Linked DNA regions of Sus scrofa: region 2 is linked to region 1. Evidence: chromatin contacts called from public Hi-C data. All regions are on one chromosome and are shown on one strand. Each heading gives the region's core, a stretch centred on a gene start, on an enhancer-like site or on the middle of the called end of the contact. The rest is flanking DNA. Distances are from core to core; before and after follow the strand shown.

Region 1 (5,412 bases), core at 1,897-4,396:
ATTTCGGAGTGGGCCTGAGCTGTTTAGTTAGCGTAGCCTGACTTCTGGCAGAAAGGGTCCCCCTGTGGGAGCCAGAGGACAGCCTGGGATCAGGTAACCTGGCTCTCTTGACACTCCAAGTACCCAGGAACCTGCAAGGCATGAGAAGTGGCGATTTGGGCCCTATCTGTCCAAGGAAGGGAAGAAGAGAGAAGGAGGGAAGGGAAACTTTTACAAGCACTTTACGCAGTCTCAATGAACACGTGACGTGGAGGGGATGCTGGAAGATGTGTTTTAGCCCTGTGCCCTGGAAGAAGAGAAGGTGGAACACAGATATTGGCTAACTAACACCAGCTGCCACAGTTGCCAAAGCTGACACCTCCATTATGGCAAAACCCCTCCTTGACTGGATTGAAGGTTAACCCCAGACTTTGACGAAATGTGAATTTTATCATTCTATAAATACTATTAGGGACACTGGGTAATGAGTATATTAAAATGAGACCCACACATCACTCTCTAGATTCTGATTTCCAATCGGCAAATTAAATCATTTAGAAATGCCTCAAGGATCATGGGAAAACAGAAATGCATTTGCCCTAATTGTGAAGTGACAATTTGCTAACCAAAATAAGTTAGTAGAGATCATGACACATAATCAGCTAAATGGCAAGAGCAGGGCACTGGAAAAATATATGAGTTGCGTGACCCAGTTGGGTGGAGGAGCAGATACAAATCCCTGAGGGAAAAATACCCGGCATCCAATGGACAGCTGGTTAAGAACTTTGAGACACTGGGCACAAAGTTTAAATATTAAGGAACATTTTAGCTTTTATAATCCTTAATGCCACACAAATACTTTATTACAGCCAAGACGACACCAATTGTTACCAACAGATTTAGCAAAAATCAGTTAAAATGATGAGCCCCACAGCTGGTCTGTGAAGAAACAGGAACTCACTCATGTGGGGTGTGAATCAGCCCAGGGGTCCTGCGGAGACCTGGCCTGACAAGATGATACCTTCCTTTGGCTTTGGGTTCACAGAACTCACTCTTAGGGACAGATCTTAAGGAAATGGTGAGACTCTCTGCCCTGGTGCCTCCAGTTAAGAACTGGTTACCTAAAATTCTGTTCAGCAAAAGTTTCTATTTGTATCAGAGAGACAAGGGTGCTCATCCCAAGTCTGCCATTTAGCTGTGTGACTTTTTAATTTTTATTTATTTATTTGTCTTTTTTGTCCTTTTAGGGCCACGCCCACGGCATATGGAGGTTCCCAGACTAGGGGTCTAATCGGAGTTCTTGCTGCTGGCCTACGCCAGAACCACAGCAATACCAGATCCAAGCCGGGTCTGCGACCTACACCACAGCTCACCCTACACCACAGCTCACGGCAATGCCGGATCCTTAACCCACTGAGGGAGGTCAGGGATCGAACCCGCAACCTCATGGTTCCTAGTCGGATTCATTAACCACTGAGCCATGATGGGAACTCCTAGCTGTGTGACTTTAGCTATGAAACTTAACTTCTCTGAACCTCAGTCCCCTCCTTAATTAATGGGGAGAGTAATAGATCGCTACCTCCTGGGGTTATGTCTTAAAGGAGGTCAGGCACATAAAGTGTCTACAGAGCGCCCTGAACATATTCAACAAAGGGTAGCTGTGGCTAGTGGACCCAGCCTTTCCCATATGCAAAGGATGAAGTAGGCATCAAGAAGCCTCAGCTTTATAACTTGAAGAGGAGCTGGTATCTTTGACTCCTCGTTTATTTTTATCACAAAGTCAGAAAAAGGAAAATAAACCTCAGCCACAACTTCTCAGGAGTCCACCAAAATGGGAAGGGAAGGTCTTCAAAGGCTGTTAAATTTGCCTGACAGGGAGGAAAATGCTGAGCAAGGATCCCACTCCCTTGGGTATCTGGAAAGATCTGGACATGCACATTTTTTGGAGACCTGGTCTGTGACAGGAGCTTCCTACTGAAACCAAGCAGGGCCCTGCGGGGGGGGGGGGGGGGTCTTGGGCACAAAAGCCTTTGTGTGTCCCTCCTTTTTTGTTTTTAGGAAATAGGCCTCATCCAGCCTCCCTCTTCCCAGACTTCCAAAAAGTAGGTTCAAACAGTTGCTAATTAGAGAAAGGAAGGGATACAGGGAGGAGGGGGGAACAGTTAAAAAAAACAATGGTGCAGGCTGTAGGCAGGGTCCTGGTTCCTCCCCCAGGAATATACATAACAATACCTTCCAGCTCTTCTGCAGAACTAAAACCCCCAACGAATGAAATGTATTAACTACTTCATGAAGCATTCCTCATTCCAGAAAGGACCACCAGAACCAGTCCCACCGCCAATAGGACACCCCTTTGAAAAATACAAACTTGCATCTAACTTTACCTTGGATCTGTTTTCCATTCCCCAAACTACAAAACCACCTCTTCCAAAGGAGGACACAATCTTTAGGGCATTAGCCTGCTGTGGCCGCCTTTGGCTGGCTAAGCAATAAAGCTACTTTTTTTTTTCCTCCTCCACTAAAACAGGCCGTTTTGGCAACAGTATCCCCAAGTTTGGACTTTTCACATCCGTTTTGCGGGAAGAGGAAATCTGCCCAAGGTCCTCAGTTAGGACTGGGTCTGGTAGGTAGTAACCACCCATGAGTAACCACTACAGGGTAGGGTGAGGAGCAGGCATCTAAAGGGCTGTGGGAGCGAGGGTCCCAGCGGAGGGCAGGCGCAGGCCCCGGGGTGATGGCGGGTCGACTGTGCTGGCCTCTCACCCACCCCGCTCCCGGAGCGCCCGGGCGCGCCCCGCCGAGCAGCCCTCCTCCCACCAGCAGGAGGCGCCCAGGAGAAGGCGGGCGGGGAGGCCACGGGGCGCAGAGCTGCCGCCGCTCCTCCCCCAGTCGAAACCAAGGTTGCCGCTAGCCCATTTGTTCGCAGCGAGGCTCCTGGACGCGGCCGGGACGGGAACCGGGATCCGGGATCCGGGATCCGGTGTCCCTGAGAGGGGCCCAGCCAGTGTGCCCCGCACCCTGGTCCGCGCCTGCCCGGAAGCGCCGGCGCCGAGGGGGCGGGGCCGGGAAGCGCTTCCGGGGGCGGGGGGCGCGGGCTGGGGCGGCAGCCGGAGCGGCGGGGACGGGCCTGGCGCCGGCGGCGGCGGAGGGGGCGCCGCGGGCGGGCGATGTGAGCGCGGCGCTCTCGGCAGGTGAGAAGCGCCTGCGGGGCTGGCGGGCGGCGGGCTAGGCGCGGGCGGAGCCGGCGGGGTGGGAGGCAGTCCCCGGCCGCTGTCCCGCTCCCTCTGGGCGCGGCGGGGCGGGAGCCTCAGCGCCTGGTCAGTCCGGCGGGCGGGCGGCGCGGGCAGAAGCCGAGGCCGGGTGGGGTCGGGAGGCCCCGGGCACCTGCTTGGGCCAGGCGCGCGCCCTGGAGGGGCCAACCCTACTCGGCCCTGGAGTCCGGACGCTGTTCGCGGGGCTGAGGGTCCCGCTCGACCAGCTGCCCCCGGGCTCTCCAGCCTCCGCCCCGGGCGTCTTGGGATCCCCTGCTTCCGGGCCCCTTGGCTCCAGGGGCGCTCTCTTTTTGTATGAGGAGGCCGAATAGTTAAATCCCCTGGAGACCTGGGCCGGGCCATGGGGTCGGCCCTGCTGGTGGCCTCCACTGAACCCCTGCCCCACGCCTCCGCCTTTCTCCAGGTAAACAGGCGGCGACGCGACGTGCTTGGCCCTGGACGACTCCATGGTCACTCTCACCCTCAGACGGTCCTGCTTTTACAGTGGGCTGGGCTGGCCTGGGGGTGTAAACAGTGTCCTTCTAGGCTAGATGGCTGTGCCTTAGGGCGTCATTAGGCTGGGAGTCTCGGTCTTGAGGCTTTCAGCATGTCTCTTCCATGCTGGGCCTCAGTTTCCCCATCTGATCAGTAAGAGTTTTAGATTAGTTCTCTAAAGACTCCTTCAGCTCTGCCATTCTCCGTATGTCTGAAATTGGAAGGGCTGTCCCTGGTTCGAGATATTGGACCGTTTCACTGAAGACTTTTTGCAAATATGGACTTTTTAGCCACTTAATACAATTGGTTTCACACAGGCTTTAAAATGAATCAAGAATCGTCTCTAAACCTTTCCTTGTCGTAACTCTTCCTTTGCTTTTGTTCCTAGTAGTAGTCAGTCCCATCCTGCAGAGTTTTTGCATGTAAAAATTTTTTTGTTGTTTATATTTGCCTATTTTCTCTTTGTTCCCAGTCAGGCCCTCTTTGCTTCACATCTGGATTATTGCAACAGCTTCTTAGCTGGTCTCTGACTTCAGAAGTTCCCCCCACCACCTCCCCCATCCTTCCTTTATGCTAATGCCAAACTTAATATAGGAAGTCAAAAAAAGAGTTGAGTGTTTGCTTGCTTATTAAATGTCAAGATGCTGTTCCATGTGGTGGGGGGAAGAAGTAGAAGGCACACTTGCAGCCTCCGAGCGGTTTACCCTGGTGCTAAGACTTTACCTGGGAAAAGGTAATTGGTTGATAAGACAAGCCTGTGTGCTTTAGAATTAAGTGGGAGGCGAGATGGAGAGGTCACTGTAGGCCAAGTGGTCAGGGAGGGCTTAGTGACGGGGGTGGGGTTTCAGCTGGCTGCTAAAGGATGAGTAGGATTCAGATAGGAAAAGAAGAATCAGGCCCAGTGATCTTATGGAGTTAGTGAATAGACCAGTCTCCCGGTAGAGAAGGGTGCGTAAAGGAAGGGAACAAGAGGATAGATTGGTTGGGCTAGTTCCTGAAAGAACTTGAACACTAGGCCAAAGTTGAAACTGTTCTAAAGGCAGAGGTGAGCGGCAGGAGATTAGGGGTGGTTCATGATCTTTTGCAGGAGGGGGAGGGAGAGAGGGCTGGGAGATCCGCTGAAAGGCCCTGCAGCATTTATACCACTCTTCAAAGCTGCGTAGGTCCTCGGCCTGCCACCTCGCCCACCCTGCCATTTTAGGGCTCCCCTTGGTTTGGCCTCTCCTCGCCTACCTGGACCTTATTCCCTGCTTCTCCTTCTCCCGGTCTGTCTCCTGCAGAAGTGAGTTTATGACTGCCTCTACGGCTTTGCTTCTCTTCCCCCTTCTGAAGTACTGGCCTCCTTTTTCTTCTCCTCTGTGTAAATTCTCCATTTCACTTCCTTCAAGCCCCTGCTGAAGATATACTTCCTCCAGAGGGTGTTCCTTGACTGCCCTACCCCCATGCCTTTGTGGCATTCAGAATCTAAAGCACAGGATTCAGCACTTGTTCTCTGGTTATTGAACTTGCTCTTGTTCCGACTGGAGTGGGCGTTTTTGAGGGCATTATGTCTTAATACTTCTCTCGAAACCCTTGTAATATCTAATACTGTAGCTGGACTTTTATAATAGATACTCAAATACTTCCTGATTTTTGTTGGTAAATGACTTCTTAAGAAAAAAAAGGAAATGCCTCCCCTTTTTAAAGG
Region 2 (5,560 bases), core at 1,276-3,775, 300 kb after region 1:
TGCCATTTTTCAGAAAGAAATGAACCGGGGCAAACTGATGTGTGAGATAGAGCCTGGCTCACAGTGAGGACCCGGAAGAGCCGCAAGTCTGAGAAACAAAGAGCACGTGTGAATGCGAAAGTCTCCAGCTCTGGGCTGCACCGTGAAAGCTGGCCACACGGTGGCCAGACGGCCACACAGACGGACTTTCAGGGCAGAGGGGCCCGGGGCCCGGAGAGCCGCGAGGTGCTGGCAGACCCACAGAGGACCCCTCTCTGGGAACAGGGCTCTCAGCCCCTGCAGGAAAGCAACCGAGAGCCACGGACCCCCCAGGTCCAGGGTGGAAGGGGGCCCCATGCCCCAGACCCTCAGGGAGGTGCTCTCCACAGCCGGGGTGGCAGGGGTCCCCCTCTTCTCCAGTGACGAAGAGGAGGCTCAGAGCCGAGGAGCCTGGGCAGCAGGCTCCCAGCTCAGCCCCAGCAGAGGCGGGACTGGAACGCAAGTCTTGTGACTCCAGTTGAGTCGTTTCCCTGCAACACAGCTGCCTCCCATTAATCTCCCACGTGCGAGACTTGGAAGGCACCCCGCGAGCGGAGCGGGGCTGCCAGGCTGCTTCAATGGGCAGCGCTGACCCAGGGCAGGGCCGCACGGGTGCTGCTGGAACCCGTGGGAACGAGGCTCCCATCCCAGCCACGTGTCCTCCGCGGCAGAGCCGGCGTCCCTGCAGCCACGGACACCGCGCCGGCCCCCTCGGCACACTGGGCCGGTGCTCCGGCTGCTCACCCAGCCCTGCCCTGGGCCCCAGGACACAGCCTGGGCGTCCGGAGCCAGTGTCAGTGGGGGAGAGGGAACTCACACACGATGCCGTAGCTTCCCGGGACGGGCGCTGTGAAGGCACGGTGCAGGCCGCACGCAACCAGGAGGACGGGGTCGCGGCCCTCTTTATGAGAGCTCGGGGACACGGGTTCTGGGCCCTGCAGTTCAGTGAAAGCCCTCGCTGTCTCATTTAACCGCCGAGGGCAGGAGCAGACCAGCGGTTCTTTCGCTCTGTTTCTCCCTCTTCTCCCAAGAGAAACACCCAGAATGAACAGGTCATGTCTGCGGGGTTCCAGGCTTGTCTGCTGTGGTCCGCATGAGAGAGTAGACGGGGACCATGGCTCCTGGCAGTGTCCCGGCACAGGCTGGCGGTCCAAGGCTGCCTCCAGAGGAGGAACTGACTGCTGAGACCAGGGGCTGCCGAGGTCACAAGAGTACATTGTTACTGAGCCGCCTTCCTCTAAAATTACACAAATCTAAAATGATGCTTTTCTCAAATATTTGTTCTGTTGACCCTAGTTGTATACCACTGGTTCCTTCCTAGCCTTCCTCTTCTTCTCATCCCACAAACACTGGTTTCCCCTCCTGTCTCCGGGCTTCCCTCTTGCACTGAGATTACAACCTGGATTATCTCGTCCGCTCCTGGGGCTCCACAGCCCTGTGCTGACAAGTCCTGCGCACCTGTCCCCAGTCGTCACCTGTTTCCCAAGCGACGCATCCATCTGCCCAGAGGCCACCAGACATCAGTCCCAAACTGAGCTTCTCGTTGGCCCCCCAATCCTGCTCCCTCCTAACTGAAGGGCACCAGCTCCCACTGAGGGTTACCCCAAATCAGCCTCGCGGTCCACACCCCTGCTGGTCTACCCTCTAGACACCTCTGGTTCACATCTCCCCTTCCCAGCCTGCGGTCTTGACCAGAGTGAGCTTTCTAGGGTACAAGTCTCAGCATAATTTGCTCTCCTAGAATCTAAATAAAATAATCTCCTCTCCTAAAGACCTCCGTGTCCTCCCCTCGTTGAACCTCAGGCCCCTCACGCAGCCCTGCAGCCCCAGTCTGGCTCCCAATGTACACACACTCCCCATGCTCAGCTCGTCGCCAGGTTGGCTCTTTGCAGTTTCTGGAGTAGGTCCTGGGCCTGCCGTTTTTGAGGCTTTGCACAAGCTGCTCCTTCCGCCTCTGCCACTGCCTCTGCTGGGACTCCTGCATCAGTCTGGGGGTCACACCCCCCCCAGGGCCCCTCTGACAAGCCTGTGTGCTCAGGTGCACTGCTTACCAGCCCCCTGCCCGGGGAAGCTCCTTAACCTTCCGACCGCACATCCACAGAGTAACGCCGAGATGCCTGGGAGGCAGCGGTACTGTGAAACTTACATCAGATCCTGCGTACTGAGCGTTTTGCACCGTATCTGGCACCTTGTAGGTGCCTGATGAATGTCACCTGTTGCCATTGCCACCATCATTATTGTCGTGGTAGTTACACGATTGGTGTGGTCATGGCTATTATTGTATTTATTTGTTCCTATCAAAGCAGTTATCTGCTTACTTGTCTCTGTCCCCCCTCGACTGTAAACTGCACAGAGACAGAACCCCAGCTGTCTAATTCAGTGTGACTGTGTGGCGTCTGGCCCGGGGTGTTGTTGCAGGAAGGAGGGAGAGCTGCTGTATCATTTCCTCCTCGTGGGGAGGCTGCCAGGCCAGCGCACTGTCCCCGTGTTGAAGATTCAGGCTCAGAAGGGGCCGGGTGACTTGCGCAAGGTCACTCAGCCTGCAGGTGGCAGCGGCCGGTGGGAGCCCAGGCCCGTCTGCCTCTGGGTCCTGTGCTCTCTGCTGTGGCCATTCATCATCCTTACTCCTGTCCACTCCAAAGCCATGGTTCGAAGGCCCTGTGCTCTTTTCTCTTCCAATCAATGAGTGGTCTGTTGGGCAGCATGTTGGTTTCTGGAGAGAAATGTAATGAAAACCAGATTTTTTTCATGATATCTCATTCCCCAGTGACTGTCAGTTCTCATATGTTCCAATAAAACTGCTAAAGAAACAGCCACTTAAAGATTATTCATGGAAAAATTATGCTGAGGAAAAATAGAGCAATCCTCTGAGATAGTCAAGCTGCGTGGTCAGTTTTTCCAGCTGTCCGTGCCATATCAGGCCGGGCAGCGGGGACCACACTCTGTTAAGCCAGGCCAGAGCCCCAGCTCATGAGCACTGCCCCCATCCCTGCCCCTGCCCCGAGACATGGAGAAACACAGCTTGCCAGCTGCCCAGCTCAGAAACCATCCCAGAAGACACGTGTTCCTGACGCTGTCACGTGGTGCCCCCCACCCCCAGGCCTGATGGGGCAGGAACGTGAGGCCTTTCAGTAGCACAGTATCACTTACTGGCAGGGAAGCCACCCCCACCCCTCGGTCCCAGCTGAATGGAAATTCTTCTGCTTCAACGGCAAACCCCGGCTGTTGGTCCACAGAGCAGCATCAGCTTTGACCCTGGGCCCAGGGAGATCCCCGCTTCTGCTGCTTGCAGCCCCTTGAAGGGGCATCTGAGGCCAGGCAGGCCTCCAACACAGCGAGAAGAAGGGGGTGGATCTGGGCCTCCGCCTGGAGGGAGAGTCAAGAGCTGAGCGGAAAGGACCAAGGGTGAGCCCGGAACCAGGGATCCGAGCCAGGACGCGCAACCACATGGAGACAGGTGGGGAGGCAGTGGATCAGGAGTGAGCAGAGGGTGCGGAAGCTCCCGGAAGAGCCTCGGCGCGTCCAGCTCTCATTGCACAAGGGGCGACTGAAGGAACAAGCCCAGCGCCCCACCACCACGTGACTGGAGTGCCTCCGAACATCCTTTTATTTTTATTTTTTAAAAAGCTTTATTGAAGTATAGTTGATTTACCATATTTGAGCGTTCCTTTAACGTGGCTTTGGTAAAAGCATCAGCTGCACAGGAGTCAATGATCTTAGATGTGGAAGTGTTTATACAAGCCTGGTGCACGGTCGGTGCCTAATAGATGTTAGCGTCCTTCACCGTCCCCTCCTCGAGGAGTAGCAGTTGGCCTTTATTCATCACATGTTTCCTGCAGGAAGTGTCTCCTGCTTGTCATGTCAGATCACCTCAGATGGGGCTCCGTGTTCTTCCTTCCTCAGGTCTTCGTTAATGCCTGACCTTTGAACTGTTAGAGCTCCTCCTCCACCCCACGTCCCCCCGACCCCCCGCCACCGCCAGGACAGTGGTGTACCCCTGGGTCCAGGTCCTGTGTGTGATAGAAGCCCTGGCTCCCTTACCTGCAAAACAGGGCTCCGAAGGTCCCCGCCTCCTGGGTGGCAGCCCAGCACCCAGTTCTGGGCACAGAACTTTCAGCTTTCCCCGTTATTCAGGCTGCGACACCACCGGCTCAAGCCACGAGGAGGAGCGAGGCGATTTGACCTTTACAAAATACTTTCTGAACCCAGGGTGGGAGCCAGAGTGACTCAGGCAGTGAGACTGCAATCCTGCGTACATGCGGCTGATAAACAAGGCACACTCTCCCCTCCACATGGATCCATCGATTGAGCAAGACGTGTAAAACCGAAACCAAGCCGATGGCTTCCACGCTTGCCTTGCCCCTCTGCAGCAGCTCCACGAGACATTTCCCCCAGGACAAAACTCGCTCTCATTCCAGCCTTTGGAGCAGAAAGTCTTCACCGACTGCACATCTGAATCCTCTGGAAGGCGCCCCTGTCTCGGTCTCATTTCTCATCCCAAAGAGAGGTTGTCCTCAGACCTGTTCCTCCAACGCCCGGGGAAGGTGCCTCTCCCCAGCCGGGGCCGGGGCAGGGCCGCACACAGAGGTCCGGCATTGGCTCCCCTGTGACCCCATCAGGAGGAGGGGCGATTGCTGGGCAAGGTGGCCCCAGGTGCCCCCTCCATGGATTCACAAGGCCTAGACTTGAACCGGGCTCCATGCCAGCTCCCTGTCCTTGAGGCTTAACCTCCTGAGCTTCTGCTTCTTCCCCATTGGTGAACCAAGGCTGATAACACGGACCTCAGAGGGGCGTCATGGGGGTTACACGTGCGGGCACTGCAGGGCCCGAGGCAGGACACAGATGGCACTCAACTGGGGTGACCAGAGGAGAGTTTCAGAAGGCGGATAAAGAGGAACCCCAGGACGCAGCACAGCACTCCAGGCTAGAGACAGTGGGGCGCTGTAACCACCAAGCCTGCAGGGGTGCAGGGAGGCAGCAGTTACCAAGACCAGAGCACAGGGGGCCCGGAGACTGTGCCTCTCAACAGTGACCATGGGGACGGCAGGCGGGAGCGGTGCCCCAGCCTCACTGTCTTCCCTTCCTCCGTCTCTGGCCAGGGCCCCCATCCTCTGACCTGACCAGGAGCCTGCTGACCTAGGTGCCATGGTACAGCCCCAGTTCATGGCACAGGATGAGGAAAGATGGAGCTGGAGGGCAGAGCCTGGCACAGAGGCATCCACTCAGTTTTAAAGGATGCTCATTTTATCTTTTTTTTTTTTTTTGTCTTTTTCCAGGGTTGCACCCACGGCACATGGAGGTTCCCAGGCTAGGGGTTGAATCGGAGCTGTAGCCGCCAGCCACAGCCACAGCCACAGCAATGCTGGATCCGAGCCGAATCTGCGACCTATACCACAGCTCATGGCAACGCTGGATCCTTAACCCACTGAGCAAGGCCAGGGATCAAACCCACAACCTCATGGTTCCTGGTCAGATTCATTAACCACTGAGCCACGACAAGAACTCCAGGATGCTCATTTTATTTATTTTTTATTCAATGAAT

Evidence for each region. A called contact is a pair of places that touch in the nucleus more often than the background predicts.
Region 2: a contact with region 1 is called in a Hi-C map of embryonic fibroblasts, with 2.2 times the contacts expected there. The contact joins the promoter of LOC102168098 here to the promoter of RALGPS1 in region 1. A contact is called at or near these places in 1 of 47 Hi-C or Micro-C datasets (embryonic fibroblasts) and 1 of 2 datasets of contacts at active chromatin or transcription factors (skeletal muscle).

The regions. Positions count from the first base shown.
Region 1 is chr1:267,433,920-267,439,331 of Sscrofa11.1, forward strand. RALGPS1 (ras-specific guanine nucleotide-releasing factor RalGPS1) reads left to right here and starts at 3,147. Exons shown (of 20, transcript XM_021069060.1): 1 at 3,147-3,170. It overlaps ZBTB34 (zinc finger and BTB domain-containing protein 34), which reads left to right and starts at 3,069. Exons shown (of 2, transcript XM_021069179.1): 1 at 3,069-3,170.
Region 2 is chr1:267,730,805-267,736,364 of Sscrofa11.1, forward strand. It overlaps LOC102168098 (collagen alpha-1(III) chain-like), which reads right to left and starts at 2,526. Exons shown (of 2, transcript XM_021069197.1): 1 at 2,337-2,526; 2 at 1-1,212. The coding sequence starts at 985. The coding sequence ends at 59. All of the region lies in intron 11 of RALGPS1 (ras-specific guanine nucleotide-releasing factor RalGPS1), which reads left to right. It overlaps LOC110256267 (a long non-coding RNA gene), which reads right to left and starts at 4,457. Exons shown (of 2, transcript XR_002337629.1): 1 at 4,060-4,457; 2 at 2,542-2,731.